Regions from separate parts of the Mus musculus genome. Here all the other regions are linked to region 1. A link is a contact called in public HiChIP or PLAC-seq and promoter capture Hi-C data. All regions are on one chromosome and are shown on one strand. The core of a region is the stretch at or near the end of the contact, and the rest is flanking DNA. Distances in the headings are between cores, read along the strand shown. Region 1 overlaps Gm31386 (a long non-coding RNA gene). Region 2 holds the start of Zfyve1 (zinc finger, FYVE domain containing 1). Region 3 holds the start of Zfp410 (zinc finger protein 410).

What was found. Promoter capture Hi-C pulls out the DNA fragments that hold promoters and counts their contacts. HiChIP or PLAC-seq counts read pairs in DNA pulled down with a chosen protein or histone mark.
Region 2: a contact with region 1 is called in an H3K27ac HiChIP or PLAC-seq map of hepatocytes, with 3 times the contacts expected there. The contact joins the promoter of Zfyve1 here to the enhancer-like site in region 1. A contact is called at or near these places in 1 of 39 promoter capture datasets (pre-B cells), 2 of 484 Hi-C or Micro-C datasets (embryonic stem cells and uterus), 6 of 115 datasets of contacts at active chromatin or transcription factors (the SCID.adh cell line, effector CD8 T cells, embryonic stem cells and 2 more) and 2 of 9 other capture datasets (adipose tissue and liver).
Region 3: a promoter capture Hi-C map of liver shows a contact between it and region 1, with 4 times the contacts expected there. The contact joins the promoter of Zfp410 here to the enhancer-like site in region 1. A contact is called at or near these places in 1 of 39 promoter capture datasets (liver), 1 of 484 Hi-C or Micro-C datasets (embryonic stem cells) and 3 of 115 datasets of contacts at active chromatin or transcription factors (embryonic stem cells, intestinal villus epithelium and memory CD8 T cells).

The regions. Positions count from the first base shown.
Region 1 is chr12:83,923,728-83,926,936 of GRCm38.p6, forward strand. All of the region lies in intron 1 of Gm31386 (a long non-coding RNA gene), which reads left to right. Among named protein-coding and RNA genes, the nearest start is that of Gm31386, 3.4 kb to the left of the region's middle. Within about 2 kb of position 1,599, at least 16 of the 459 cell types and tissues checked have an H3K27ac peak or open chromatin away from gene starts, as enhancers often do. A contact at or near this core is called in hepatocytes, intestinal villus epithelium and liver, where this site is marked.
Region 2 is chr12:83,595,929-83,599,129 of GRCm38.p6, forward strand. It overlaps Zfyve1 (zinc finger, FYVE domain containing 1), which reads right to left and starts at 1,294. Exons shown (of 12, transcript NM_183154.4): 1 at 1,069-1,294.
Region 3 is chr12:84,315,548-84,319,094 of GRCm38.p6, forward strand. It overlaps Zfp410 (zinc finger protein 410), which reads left to right and starts at 1,312. Exons shown (of 12, transcript NM_144833.4): 1 at 1,312-1,627. Ptgr2 (prostaglandin reductase 2) reads left to right here. Exons shown (of 10, transcript NM_029880.3): 10 at 1-285.

The DNA of each region.
Region 1 (3,209 bases), core at 349-2,848:
TCACTGAAGGAAAAGATCACGCACTGACCAAGATAAGATGGAAGTCAGGACAGAAGACCTGAGCTAGCATCTTATAACATGGGAAGTAAATAAGCAAATAGGAAGGGGCCTGGAGAGGCTGCAACATCCCAGCATCCTTTTACACAGCCTTTCAATGCCTCGCCAGCAGCCTCCTTCCCTAGCCTTGATGCTGTGCTGTAGTACCAATTTTAGAGCAAGTCAGAAGGCAATTAATGTCCTAGCAGATCGGAAACAATAGCGTCATAGGAGGGCATGGCCATTATTATGGTGCTCTGGATAATAATGGCCCTTGCACAGCCACAGTGATGAGGTGCCATACAGAACATAGAATTAGGGCAGTCTCGAGAAGGGGACTCGACCACTAAGTTTAGGAACTCAGACTGCTATCACAAAAGTTGGTGAATAATTGCCACAAAGGTCAGCCACTCATTATCTCAACCACTAAAAACAAGCTTTTGTCCTGGGTCGCTCCTACCCATCTACTTCCCAAGGTTCCCCTTTGTAAAATAAGAGGAAAATTAAAATAAATGTGTACAACCAGCAGGAAGAAGAAAAGTTGAAAGAAGGAAGGCTTTAAGATGCACACTTAGAACTAACCAAGGGTGTTGGGTTAACAAAACTGCTCGAAGTCTTTGGTTTTATCCACATGGGGTTAGCCTGCTACCATTGCCCCTTGCTTCGCCTCCCTGCTCTGTGTACTTCTCCAGCACTCCCAGCCCCCCACAGGGCCTCTTAGAAATCAAGAGCCCTGGAGCCTGCTTGTCTGCAGCTCTGTGTTTGGTATGGCTGCCTGTGGAGGTTGCTGTAGATGCTATCTGTTCAGAACCTCTTGATTCAGACCATGATGGCAGGTATGCTAGCGGCAAATGTGACTCTAATGTGACTCAAATGTGACTCTACCAACTGAGTGCAAAATGGGGGACTCACTGTGGTACCCTGATATCTGAGGGGTACAGTAGAAGCCCAGGCCTTCATGGGCTCTAAGGCATTTCCTCTCTACCTTCTTCTTACAGAGCAACATTCAACACTCAAGTCTCCGTTCATTTCTTTTTCTTTTTCTTTTGTTTAGTTTTGGGTTTTGTTTTGTTGTTGTTGTTTTTGATTGTTTGTTTGGTTGGGTTTTTTTTTTGTTGTTGTTTTGGGCATTTTTTTTTTTTTTTTTTTGCTTTTGGTTTTTATTTTATTTATTTGCTTGTTTGTTTGCTTGCTTTTTGGTCTAAAGAGCCAAATCCCACCTTCGATAAGCTCTATGTCTTGCCTGTGGAAGTCTTCAATCCTCCGATCCCCCTTTTCTAGACACAATTCCAGTTCCAGATGGGCTAGAGAAGTAAGTTGCGGTGGGAGCAGACCAGGGCCAGAGTTACCTGCCGCCCCGCCAGCCACTGGAGGCAAGATTACTGATAAGAAGTAGTTAACAAGGTGGAAAGAGTTAGGAAGAAAAGAGGGGCTTGGGGAGGAGAAAGACCTGAGGAAAGAAGAAGAGAAAGCAAGAGAGAAGCCGCCATGAGAGACAGAAAACTGGTCTGGGAGCCCAGGAGAGCGCTGAGCCAGCCCTCCCCTCCGGAGGCTGCCCCCTCCCAGTGCTGCCTGTGGACTTTACACTGGCTTGCTTAAGTGCACTGATAGGTAAAGTGCAGTGTCTGCCACTCACTCGTTAAAGGAAAAAAGTGCCTGGGATGCATTCTATAAGGCTCTTGTTCCGTATCTTCTTGGGAAGCCTCCCCAAGTTCAAAGACTGCTGCTCTGGCAGCTGGTCAGAGCTGACAAAGGAAGGACAGATTTATGTAGCCAAGCCAAGGACATGTCTTCATAAAGGTGACCTCTGGCTGAACACAAGGCAAAAGATGATTTTACCATCCCAAGCAGAAGAACTTCTAATAGATGGAAGTGCCAAGCCGTTTTTCCCGTGCTGGAACTGAGCACTGTGGCTTCAAAGTTCAAGACTGGTTTGTGGATGAGAAGGCAAAGTGGGGGAGAGTGTGGAAGGGGCCGTTCTCATGGGCAGAGCTGTTTGCTTTTCTGTTCCAGATGCCTGGGATTTTTTTTTAAAGATGTATTTATTTTATGTATATGAGTACACTGTCACTCTCTTCAGACACACACCAGAAGAGGGCATCCGATCCCATTACAGATGGTTGTGAGCCACCATGAGGTTGCTGGGAATTGAACTCAGGACCTCTGGGAGAGCAGTCAGTGCTCTTAACCACTGAGCCATCTCTCCAGCCCCTGTGATTTTTTTTTTAATGCCATACCATGCCTTACTAGTAAATACTCATTTTCATCCTCAAGAAAAATGATGTGCTTATAGTGTGCTTATTTATAAAATGGGTAAGGTGTCAGCTCATAATGCTGCCATTGTGCTATTGAAAGGGGGCCCTAGTTACTATCACCAAATCTCTGGGCGGACCAGCTATTCTTCTACAGCAGGGAGTGGGCCAAGCAAAGTACTTAGCACCATTTAAAGGTTTGTCCATCCCTGTTTTACATGCGTGCAGAGAGTTTCCTGGAAACATGGCTATTTTCCAAAGATTGCTCAAGCAGAATGCCTTTGAGAACTCTCAAACCCCAGCCACATGGAGCCTTACAAGAGAGTAAATTTAAACTTGGACCCTTCTTGCTTTGTTTTGAGACCTGTTCTCACTATGTAGGCCAGACTGTCATAGTTTAATGGCAGTTTAATGACACTTCTCCCTTAGCTGCTTAAGTATTGGGACTGCAAGGTATGTACCACTTGAACTTATGCCCTCTTGAGCCTAACACTCACCCACACCATAGTCATTAATAATTTTGGTTCTGCCATTTACAAACTAACTGTACCTGTAGGAAAGTTCCAGTTGATTAATTAGGAAAGTTGCTAAATCTCCCTAAGCTTCAGTTTCTTGTTTACAAAATGAAATGTGTGTCTGGTATCTTTAGCTGTCTAACAAATCACCCTACAACTTACTAGCTTAAAACATTTATTACGTTTATTATTTTATAGTATCTCTGAGTTTGAAATCCTGGTGCAGCTTTGCTGTGTCCTCTGGCTCTGGCTCTGGGTCTCTCCTAAAGTGTAGTCATCTACCTCGTGGCTCTCTTATGTGGTCTTTGGCAGGATTAAGTTTCTTACAGAATTTACCTTAAAGCCTTAGTTCTTAAGGAGCAGCAGACAGCAGGCCTTCATCAGTGCCTGGCCTTGGAGACATAAC
Region 2 (3,201 bases), core at 44-2,543, 330 kb before region 1:
ACAGCTTTTAGGAGGCTAAGCCCTCTGCACCTGCTCCTTATATATGAGAAATGGAAAAGGAGGTCTGTAAAAAGCTAAGAAAAATATTGTAACAATAAATTCACACCACCCTCAAAGACCTCTACAAACCCAATTATCCTTATAAAATGGACTCTCTCAGCTCTAGTCGAGCAAAGGTCTAGTAAGGACTCTAAAATTGACAACAATAGTCCCAACTTCATTTTCAAAAACAGTAAGACAACTACTGAGCTTCCTCCTGTGCCTCCTCTCTACAGAGGAAGAGAACCGGCAGCAACAGGAGGCAGAATTCCAGCACTTAGGCGCACAGTAGAGCCAGGCCCTACAGTGAGTCAAAACAACTCATTTTCTCTTGTCACTCAAACACTTAAAACAAAACAAACCAAGTCAAAAACTTGGGAAGACAGGAAAGGGGGTTTTGGGTCACTAACGTAACTACACTCCTAATTCTCCCTACCTTTGCCTCCTATTCCAAGAGCACAACCAAGTGTAAAGTCCTCCTTTCAGATATTCACTCCTCCCTTTCAGTAGCCAATCTATCCATCTGATCTTCAGATAAACAAGGCAAGGGAGTAACCAGGGGACCTTATTTTCACCTTAACCTCAGACGTGTCCAGTCAGCTCCCAAAAGGGAAACAAAAATCAAAACTTGTCACTACTAAGAAAAACAGAAAACCAACCTTCAAAAGAACAGCTGACCCTCACCACCACCAGGCCAAGCAAACAATATGCCACTCGGAGCAAACCCCCCCCCCCCAAACCTCGACGCCTCTCTCCAATCCAGGGTCCCTCACCCACCTTGCTCCCGGACACCACCACCACAACCCAAGGGGTGGCAGCGGAGACGAAGAACAAAGAAGGCCCCCCAAATTTCACACAAACCCGCACATCCCGGAGCCGAATCCATTGTTTATGCCACCCCACCCCCACTCGAGCCGCACCCGTCCCCCCTTCCTCCTAGGAGCGACTGGAGGGAGCCCCGGGACCAGCACTCGCCCGGGGCTGGGCCAAGGCGCCCCCGCCCTCTCCGCCGCGGCCCACAGAGCCCACCCGGAGCAGTTCGGCCAAGGCAAGGCGGTGTGGGGGACGCGGATTGCCGACAGGACCCGGGCTGCTCTAGGGCCCCGGCGGATCCATCCTCAGCTCCATCTCCGCCCCCTCCTCCTCTGCTGCCTCCCAGGCTTCCTCCTCTCTTGTTGTCAGTTGGAATCAGCTGATCAGAGTGAACTTCTCCCAGCTCAGACCAACAGGAAGGCATGAACAGCGCAGCCCAGCTAGGGAGGAGCGGCCAGGGGCGGAGCGCGACGACGGGGAGCGGGAAGGGCGCTTGCGGCCTTTTGGGAGTTGTAGTTTTGGGGGGATTGTCGTTCTGCCCTACAGCCCTGAAATACAAGCTCCACATGACTACAATTCCCGATGGAAGCATCGTCGTTGCGAATAGGCGGGACAGACAAGCCTGAAAGCATTTCGGGACTTAGAGTCTCGGCCGGGGCTGAGGTTTTTGCAGGTTGCAGCGACTAGTTTAGGGCAGTGGCCCGGGAAGGAGTATTGTAAATTAAACAAAAGATATGATGTTCTATATAACCAGGAAATGGCACGGCACATTATTATTGTACATCTTTCCTTCAGAAATGCTCAAAGTGGAAAAATACCAGTAAACATTGAGAGGATATTACTATGCTTGAGGCTGTTTTGTTTTCCCTTCAAAGTTAATCAACTGTTAATTTTGTTCCAGCCTTATTCCTTTTCTGCCTTTTTCCATACATAGACATCATAACTTCTAATTTTTATATTGTGCAGAATAGTTACAGTACACACTCCAATAAAATTTAAGATAACAGTGTCTGTAATACTATTGTCTGATTTTTTTAATAATAGCTTTATATTTGTTTAGTACTTTCACTTTTTTCTCATTTATTTCTTGAGACAATATTGAGAGAAAATACAATGCATGGAAAAGATACTGGTCTGTAATGCCTAGGAAAACTAACTACATAGGTTGGTAGGGTAAATCACTCAGTCCTTCCATAAAATAAAGGAATTTTGCTGTGTAATTTCTGATGGCTCTGCCAATCTTAACATATGATTTTTATCTTGATAATGGTTAACCTGAGAGAGAAAACTAAGGTTAGGTTACTTGCCAAGGTACACAGCAAATTATTGACAACACTGGATAAGACCTCATCTTCTGATTCAAGAGGACACTCATAGATCTCAGGACATAATTAGATCAATAGTTAAGCCAAATCTACAAAATAGTGAATGAGCTATGTATACGGATTATATTGCTGAAAATTAACTCTTCATGACACAGAGCCAACAGCGGCAAACCTGGATGAACTTTTTATTTTTTTACCTGTACCACATCACCAACCAGGATAATAAGAACTAAGCCATCTACAATCACATTAAAAAGTGTTTACCAGAAATAAGATGGTGTATGGAGAAGAAGGGATTTTATAAAAGTTAAGCTAACAAGTTTTAAATAAGCCTGAGGTTGGTTGGCATGACAAAGGTTTTATCCCTAAGACTGCCTCTGTGGCTGTGTGTAGCTTTGCCAGATTATTTCATAACCTTGCTTATAAAGTAAATATATTGGTCTATGTGTGTCCCTCAAAAGAGATTGGCTGTCTGGCATACACAAGGCCCTGGGTTTGAGCCCCAGCACCATAAAAAATGGGGGTTTGATAGGAACAAACATTTAGCATTTTAAGTTTTATTTTGTGTGTGTGCATATGGGTGCTGGTACATATGCACATGAGTCAAGGGTGTGTTTAGGCCAGAGGTCAATCTTAGGCATTATTCCTTAAGAGCCATCCACCTTGTCTTGTTAGTTTTGGTTGGTTGGTTGGCTGGTTGGCTGGTTGGTTTGGGGTGTTTGTTTATTTGTTTGAGATCTCACTTAGCCTAGATGTTACCGAGATGGCTAGACTGTCTGGCCAGTGAGCCCCAAAGATCCTGTTTCTGTTACCCAGCACTGGAGTTATAAAAGTAAGTTACCATGCCTGGAATATGAAAGAATAGAACCAATAGAATACATACTTATTAAAATGGAGAGTTATTAGATTGGTGTCTTAGGGTTACTGCTGTGATGAAAGACCATGATCAAAAAGCAAGTTTGGCAGGAAAGGGCTTACACTTCTACACTGTAGTCTGTCACTAAAAGAAGCCAGAACAAGAACT
Region 3 (3,547 bases), core at 62-2,561, 390 kb after region 1:
GGAGAACTAATAGATATAAACATCACTAAGAGTTTCACTGATGAAAGTGAGTCGGAGTGGTCAGGGCAGAACACTGATCAGTACTCTAGGGGCTCTGAGGTCAATCCCCAATGGTACCTTCCCACAACAAGCCCCAAGTAATCAAGCTCCAGAAAGCTATAGGATTAAGTAAATTAACCAATGGTTATAGACATGACTATTCCAGATATACTGATGTATCACATTTGTTTTCTTAATTTTCTCAACCTTTAGAAAAATAAAACTGGAGATGTTTTCTGAGTATGACTTATGACCACTTTTTTTTTTTACAGTCAATATATTTTAGAGGCAAAACAAATTAGCAGCCACTAAATCAAATTTTGCAGCGTTCTAACCTTGTTTTACATACTTTCTCTGGACCCCAGTTTTTCTTTCTGAACAGTTCTTCATCTCTTCATATAGTGGTAACTGGTAAATCTTTGTTTTTTAATCCTTTCTTAAATTTTAGGATTTTAGCTCCTAGTAAACATCTCCTTGCCACCCCAAGATTTTTGTCCCAGATACTGTGTAGGCCAGTTGTCCTTGTCATGGCCATCCTCAAATGGGATCACAGTCATGCTTCTCAGTGCGCAGGACAAACTGTATCGAGGAAATGTTTTCTCCCGGAACATTTTGTACCAAAACTATGACTCCCTAGCTCATCCAGACTCCTGGCTTATCTCTAACTTGAAAATGAGCGCCTTCAGAGAACATTATATCTCACAGGCACTATCTTTAGTCCCCTACTCTTCCACACCGCATCATGTTTTGTTGTTGTTGTTGTTTTTTGTTTTTTTGGACAAGGTCTCAACTATGTAGCCCTCGTTCACCGGGAACTCCTGGAGTACTGGGATTGCTGGAGTTACAGGCGTGTGCCACCACTGCAGATCTTAAGTTTCATGCAGTCAAACTCGAAAGTTTCAACAAGAACTATTATCCAGCTTGGAACTTAGTTATCTGAGCCCTCAGTCAGTGCATCCAAGATCTCTGGAGAATTCTTAAATGTTTCTAACGCTGTACGTGTGCCTAAATTCACACCCAGTCCTAGGGGCAATGCAAGGCTTGATTTCCAGGTCCCTCTTTGGGCCATGAACATTTCAGGTGCTCTTCATGGGCTTTTGGTGTTTCGGGAGCTGTCACAGGTCCTCAGCTCCGGAGAAAGCTACCCTCCACCCCGCGCCGTCTCACCCATCCCAGCCGCCGCGGCCCCTGCTGAACAGCTCCGCTCAGCGGGAAGGCAGTGACGTCACGGCTAGACTGCACTGACCTGGTTTCAGATTTCGCGGACCTGAGAACCCTGAAGGGCAGACAGGAGGGGACGGGGCGCTGCGGTTCCTCGGCCGGGAGGGAACCCTGTGTGTGTCTCGGGCTGTGTATGCGTGTGTATGTAGCGGGGAGCGAAGGATCGCTCTCAAGCAGCGGCCCAAGAGTCAGCGCCTCCTCCTGAGAAACACCCGCGGGCGGAGAAGAAAGCGAGTGGGTATGTTGATGGGGGGCGGCCAAACTTCCTGTCCCGCTCTGGAGCTGCTTCCGGCGGGAGCCGGAAGACGCCGTGTGTGGACGGGATTCGGGGCTGACTGACGGACGGACGGCTGCCCGAGACTGGAAGGTGAGCTCCAGGCTAGTGTAGCCACCCCCGCTCGGGTAGGTGGTCCCGCCGAGAAAGGAAGCCACTTATGGGGTCTGGGGATCTAGAGCCGGGTTCGCCCCCGAAGGGCGCAAGGAAGCCGTCCCCCCAGACTCCCCCAGGCGTCTAGCGGGCGGGGAGCGACCGGTCCGAAGCCCGGCGGCTGCGGCCCTAACCCCTTTGGGGATCTGGGGCGCACCGTTTCTCCTCCTTTGCTTGTTCTTGAGGGAGGGAGCTTGGAGACCAGCCTGCCCCCCCAGAACGCGGGAGTCAGCGAGTCCCCCGGGCGGAGGCTCCGGACTGCACCCGCGGCTGGGCCCGCCCGCAGACCTAAGGGCCTTCGGCTGAGGCCTTTGTGCTGGCGGGAAGGGTTGACAGCGGTGCCCTGCCCGCGTTTCACCCAGGGCTGCCGGCACCTTTCCTGGGTCCACTCTCTGCCTTGGGCTGGAATAGGGAAGGGACGTCTGCGGACCAGAGCCGGACCTCTGGGGTCTCCTTTGCCTGTCACCTCAGGCCCGTGTGTGGGCAGCGAGTGTTTGCAGCCAGGATGTGTTTTGCTCGTTCAACTTGTTCTCTGAAGTTTCTCAAAAGAAGACGATCCAATTAGTTTATTAAACTTTATCTCACTTGCTCATGAGGCTCTGAGATGTACTTAGGAACCATTTGGGAGTGAAATATTATTGATTTGGGGTTAAGAGTTCATACATTTACATTACATTAGACACAAAGATCAGTGGAACATATGTAAAGAGAATAAAACATAGTTTGAGGTCAAAACGCGCAATTCTGGGTGTTTGGCGTTGAGAAATTACACTTTGTGGCAGATACAGGGCAGCCAAGCATCAGAAAATGTGGTTCTAATTTGAGCTTTGTATCCCAGTAGGTGTCAAATTTAGGTAAATCCCACAATTTCTAAGGTTTTTTTTGGGGGGGCAGTGGGGGGAGGAGTATGTCAGTGAAGAGGTTTACCGTTAAGGGCTGGCCATTATTCTGAGATACTAAACTGCATATGGAGAGTGACAAGCAGAAAGATACTGAGAAATCTAAACAGCATCACAGGAGTCACTTTGGGGTCTGGTTATTATTAATTGCTGGGATTATTAAAACATGTAGGATGAGAGGCACTGCTAGGTAAAATTTGCAGCTGAGTGGGAAGATTGGGCAATAAATAAAAGATAATTCAAGAAGAACAGGTTTGGTAGGGGAGATGATAATCCGTGTTTAGACATGGTTTGGTTTGACATGCTGAGGATATATATGCAGAATTAGTCCATAAGCAGTTAATGAAAGTTTGGAATTGAAAAGTCAGAGTGAAGGGGTAGGGAATTGGGTATCATTTGTCATGTTATTTATCCTCTGAATTATTGTCTGAATATTTATCCAGTGCTCACTGGAAACCTGTATGGCAGTCATTTAAACTCACAATAATGACTAATTTAGAAGTGGGTAGTGACGTCAGGGTTTCTTTTTGGGAAAATGTAAAATTAGCCAAGTATGGTGGTACACACCTTTAATCTCGGTACTGTGAGGCATAAGCAGGAGTGGGAGTTGAAGGCCAGCCTCAGATTCCTGTAGAGTTCCAGGCCAGCTTGAGCTATGCAAGAGCCTGTCTGAACCCTTCCAGCTCCCCCTACCCACCCCACCCCCCAAACATCAAACAAACAGAAATGCTCGTGTGTGATTTCGGAACTATGACTACACTGAAGACAGTTTACTGTACTTTTCAAAGTGTGTAACAGGACCTGGGCTTAGTTCCCAGCACCCCACATGGTGACTCATAACCTACTACAGTTCCAGAGGGTCCATGTCCCTCTGCCTCCATGGGTTCTGCATGCACATGATGTATAGACATGTAGGCAAAATACCCATGCATAATACATAAACATTAAAAATCTTAAAAAT